2 separate regions of the Callithrix jacchus genome follow, and region 1 is linked to region 2. Evidence: chromatin contacts called from public Hi-C data. All regions are on one chromosome and are shown on one strand. Each heading gives the region's core, a stretch centred on a gene start, on an enhancer-like site or on the middle of the called end of the contact. The rest is flanking DNA. Distances are from core to core; before and after follow the strand shown.

Region 1 (2,700 bases), core at 73-2,572, 190 kb after region 2:
AAGGGTGGGAGAAGAGTTGAATTTTACCACCATAAATAAGTATCCAATACCACTTTTTCAGAAAAATTTTCAACAATTCTGTTGCACTAGAATTTGTAGCACAGTAAGAAATAGATACATGTTGATTTCAATATGAACTCCTTCAATTCCTAGCTCCCTGACCACCGGCAAATCACTGGATCTTTGTAGGTCTCAGTTTCCTCACATTTAAAGTGAGGATTAGGAATAGTTTCTACCTTACAGGAATAAAGAAATGAAGTAACACATGTAAAACCCTCAGTAGAGTGCCAAGCACACAGCAAGCACCCAAGTGTTACTATTATTACTACTATTATCAGTAAGCTTTGCAGGTAACTGAAAGCAATTCTGAGATGTGTTTATCACCCATAACAGACCTCAAGAAAATACCCAGAGGCCTTGAAAATAAAGCTTCTGAATGAGTGATTTTCTTCAAAGACCCAAATGTCATTTTTCAATGAAACACTGTGTTAAAAGTACAGTGTGGTAGTTTATAAATGTAGCTCTTCAACGTAGCTCACTAGGCATACCAACAAGACCCTGTCTTTTATGTTGATCACATGGAGCTGTACTACCAGCAAGCGGCTAGTTGTGCCCTCTGGTAGTTGGATGCTGTGTTACCTGGTCTCTAGAACCTCACACTTAAAAGTTAGACAAGTGTCCTCAAATAGTAAAATCACAGAATTTTAATTGCAGCCAGTCCTTGACTATTAATTCTGGGAAAAGATTTCTACAGTCAAGAAAATCAAACGTGCAGCGTCCTGGAAAACCTAAGTATTAAGATTCGCCTCCGTCTCACTGTACTTGATGGTAAAAGGCATGATTCTCTCAAAGCCATACATATTCCTGGACTCCTGCCTCCCGAGACTCCAGGAGGACTCTCGGGACAGGCCAGTGTCACCAATCACGGAACGTTATCAGTGGGGCTACAGGGAGCGTACGTCCAGTGTCCAGGCTACCGGCCGCGGTGGGATGCGTTGGGAAGGATCACCACTCACCACTCACCATGTTCCTCCAAGGGGACTTATTTGCCAAAAACTTATCCCAGAATCTGTCCATAGGCCACGTCGCCTCTGGGGGCAGCACCGGCTCCCGAGGGCTCAGCTCCTGGTCCTTTAGCCATTGCCTTCTCAGCGCTCGCAGCTGCTGCTGCCGCAGTTTCTCATCCGGAGTGTACCCCGACATGTCGCCGCTGGTATTAAGGCAAAAGGACACAGAGCGCCCTCAAACTAGGGCCTCCTTACTTAAGCGCTCTCCAGCTCTGCAAAGCGACCTTGAGGGCACCGCTGGGGGCAGCGCGCGGTTATTACGTCACATCCTGGTCCTGCCTTTGCAGGGGGCCCAGATTCCTCGCGAGAAGAGCCGTGTCCTGGCATGCGCAAAGCTTTCCACCTCCAATTTCCTCTCCGGCTACCTCCGCTTTACCCGCCTGGATTACGAGCCTGTGGGGACGCAGACTACTCTTAGTTGTGGGGTCTGGGAAAAGTGGCAATATTAGACGAAAGTATGCTAAATAAGAGGACTGTAGGTTTTGTTCAGGAAGAATTTGTATGCTGGGAGCAGGAAGGATAAGCATATGTGTTTCAGTGAATATGCTGGCCAGATACAAAATTGTTCGCTTGCCTCTCCCACCTTGGAATGACCTAGAGAGTGTATGAAAATAGTTTCATCCAAGTTCAAATCCCAGCTGTGCCGGTAACTGCTAAAGTGCCCCTGGGCAGCTGTCTCATCTGTCCCTCCATTTGTACAGCAACAGTGTAAAGAGTAGCTTAATATCTAGCAACAATGCATAGATGCGTTCATGCTTTCACCCAAAACTATATGTGGTGAAAATATCAAAGGGCATGCACGATTAGTCAACACGATTCATAATAGCAAAATATTGGAAATTACCCCCAAATTCCTAAATAAAGGACTGCTTGAATAAAGTACAACAGTCAAAAGACATCATTACAATGTATTAGTTTAAAGATCTGAATTGACTCATTTGTGATTCTAGAATCAGAAAACACTTCATTCTATAGAGTAGAATGAGTGTTCTGATCAGCTGAGCAGCCACGGTCGGTTTATTGGCAAAAGGGCTGAAGAAAGCAGAAACAGAACAAAAAGTGGATTCATTGTTTCAAAGTTACTTTTAGGGTTAAAGCAGAAGGGACTTCCTTATTTCACTGACTCAGGTTTAGAGGAATTTCCTGGTTTTGGAAAACTGGCCTATTTCAAAGTTCTGTTTGATTATGTGGTACTTAGCACAAACGACTCCATTCTGGTTTGGTCTGGTCTGGTCTGCTCTGCTGGGGCCTAAGTGCATGAAGCTAGTATGGAGTACATGTGCAGATCTTGCAGGATTGTTGCATAGGTACACACATGCCATGGTGGTCTGCTGCCTCCATCCCTTCCCCCCCCACACACCTACATTAGGCATTTCTCCCAATGTTATCCCTCCCCAGCCTCCCCACCTCCAACTACCCCTTCCCTAGCCCCTCCACCCCCAACAGACCCCAGTGTGTAGTGTTCCCCTCCCCGTGTCCATGTATTCTCATTGTTCAACACCCACCTATGAGTGAGAACATGCATTGTTTGGTTTTCTGTTCTTGTGTCAGTTTGCTGAGAATGATGGTTTCCAGATTCATCCATGTCCCTACAAAGGACATGAACTCGAGGATGAGATTTTATAAGGGTAAA
Region 2 (2,809 bases), core at 146-2,645:
AAGAAAATTTAATTACTAATGTGAATGGCAAGGATTTAGGAAGTGGGTGCAAAAAAAAGTCTCCTCTCACATTGGAAATACAGTTATCTCCCTTTCAAAATAAATGTAAGTATTTATATTTCAAAGTTAAATATAACTAGAGGGTAGTTGTACTCGTAGTGCAGCATAACAGGAAAGGGGTGGGCTTTGGCGTTAAAACAACCCAAAGACTTGAGTCTCGCTGGACATGGTGGCTCACACCTGTAATCCCAGCACTTTGGTAGGCCGAGGTGGGTGGATCACGAGGTCAAGAGATCGAGGCCATCCTGGTCAACATGGTGAAACCCCATCTCTACTAAAAATACAAAAAATTAGCTGGGCATGGTGGCGCATGCCTGTAATCCCAGATACTCGGGAGGCTGAGGCAGGAGAATTGCCTGAACCTAGGAGGCAGAGGTTGTGGTGAGCCGAGATTGCACCATTGCACTCCAGCCTGGGCAACAAGACTGAAACTCCGTCTCAAAAAAACAAAAAAATAATAACACATGGAAAGAGTCGATCACAGAGCTTTGTGGAAAGTGGGAGGGCAGTATAAGGTAGCAGTGGGTATTAGTATTGGCTATTGTTTACTCATCCTATACGCCACTTATTCAGAAAACTTCAGTAACTTTCCAAATAATTTGGGCAGGAAAACCTCACCATTTTTCATCTAGAAATAGGTAATCATTTTTTTGAACTCACATTCACCCAAGAGGGCACAACTCCAACCAACATGAAAAGCAGGTCTTGTGAAAGCCCACTTGGTGCCATCTCCCAGCCATTGTTTTGACTTGACCGGTGAACATCGTGCATTACAAAGTGTTGTTTTGTAACATGTCCAAGGAAATCTGCACATTGCACTTTTGGCCCAAAAATGTTGAAGCCCTATTGTGACAGCGTGACTCTGATGCCCACTTGGCAGGCTTTGCGCAAAGAATTAAGGCGAGGGTGGAGAGGGTGGGGACAGACAGAGTGAGAAGGAAGGCTGGCGAAGGGACCACACGTACGGGGGCAGCCAGCTAATGAAGCCTCTGCAGTTATGGCCAGATCAGTTTTTTAAAAACAATTCCATTTCTTCCCCGCCCTTTGGTCACTTCCCAACGCCCGCTGGGCAGTCACATGCTACCCCTCAAAGTGAACAACTCCCTCGTCCCAGGTCCCGGGCTGGCAGAAGTGGACCCTGGCCGAGGGAGCAGCCCTCCCACTGCCTGCGGAGAAGCCCCTTCGCCACCCTAGTCTCCCGCCGGGGGCCAAGTCCTCCAGGCCCGCGGGGGCCCCCGCAGGCTCCGCCCCCTCCTCCGCGCGCGGCCCGCAAGCGCCGTCCCTGCTCCGCCCATCGCGCGGCGGCCCCTGGGGCGAGAGTGGGAGGAGCGCGGAGGCGGCTGCTGGAACCGCGCCGCGTGCGGGAGGGCGACCCGCTGCTGGAGTCTGGTGCGCCGGTCGCGGTAGCCCCACTGTACAGTCGGAGGTGAGTACCGACGTGGCCCGACTCACGTCCCCAGGCGGAGCGCCGCCCACCCTGTGCTCCTCGGGAGTCGGTGCCGGCCTTTACCGCGGTGCCCGAGGCAGAGCGGCCCCGGGAACACGGAGGCGAGCTTGGGGAGGCTGAGAGAAGGGTTGGGGACGCGTTTCTGGCGACTCACGTCTCCGCCATGTCCCCAGTCTGTGTCAACCCGGGGAGAGGGATTGGAAGTGGCTTTTCTAGACCCTCTTAGCCTTGGCTGTGTTTCCTGTCCTGGAAGTCCTTGCCTAGAGTGTGCGGCTGGCCCTGGGAGTCCTAACCCCGAGGGGGTGAGTCCCGCACTGAGGGTCCTCGCCCAGGCCCGGCTGGCTGGATAGGGAAATCCTTGCCAAAGTTATGAGGGCAGATCCGGGAATCAACTCCAAGGGGCAAAGGGAAAATGGGGTGAAGGGTAAGAGACCCTTCGGTGGGAGGATTGAACACAGAGCCTACCCTGATAGATTCAGAGATCCAGAAAGGAGCTAGGGCTGCAGTTAGGACCAAGTCATTTTTTTCCACACTCAGCTAGCACATCGTAATGGCATCTTCCTTCTTGCAACACAGATAACTCTCTTCCCTGGGGGACAGCCTCTAGGGCAGAAGTCCCCAAACTTTTTTGGAACTCAGTACCCCTTCACACTCTTAAAAATTAGTATCTTAAGGAGCTTTTATGTGAGCTATATCTATCCATATTTGTACTCTATTTAATAATTAATTTTAAAAGATAGTAGTTATATCTTAACATTGCCTGTTTTTATGAAAAAGAACTGTATTTTCCAAAACAGAAAATTATTGAGAAGAATGGCATTGCTTTACAATTTTGCAAATCTCTTCGATGTCAAGCATAATTGAAGACAGCTGGATTCCGATAGCTGCTTCTGCAATTTGTTGCATTATTAAGTATCATGTAGCCTGTTGAGATCTCCACTGTATACTCTTGAAAATGTGTGAGTGAAAAAAAGTAACATTTGATTACTGTGAAAGTGATTTTGACCTTGCGCATCCCTAGGAGGTCTCTGCACCACACTTTGAGGATGCTAGTATAGGAAATGCTTTAGAGGCTTCATTCATTGGGCCTGCTTCCTGTTTGTGATCCTTCCTCTGAATGGGAACACACACTACCCCATGCCATGGACAGTATTAACCTCTGGTATCTGGGACCAGATTTGATCTCACTTTGGAAACCAAGTACTAGGTCCCCACGTGAAGCTGATGAACCTTGATAGCCTCCTGAAAAGGCAGCAAAGCTTCATACCTGCCTTTGGTTGTTTCTGTGCCTGCAGAGCGGAC

The links. Hi-C and Micro-C count contacts between places; a contact is called where the count stands out from the background.
Region 1: a Hi-C map of induced pluripotent stem cells shows a contact between it and region 2, with 7 times the contacts expected there. The contact joins the promoter of NDUFB6 here to the promoter of ACO1 in region 2. A contact is called at or near these places in 3 of 3 Hi-C or Micro-C datasets (induced pluripotent stem cells and skeletal muscle).

What each region holds. Positions count from the first base shown.
Region 1 is chr1:139,756,930-139,759,629 of calJac240_pri, forward strand. It overlaps NDUFB6 (NADH:ubiquinone oxidoreductase subunit B6), which reads right to left and starts at 1,323. Exons shown (of 4, transcript XM_002743000.6): 1 at 1,024-1,323. The coding sequence starts at 1,203.
Region 2 is chr1:139,571,209-139,574,017 of calJac240_pri, forward strand. It overlaps ACO1 (aconitase 1), which reads left to right and starts at 1,396. Exons shown (of 21, transcript XM_035307488.3): 1 at 1,396-1,486.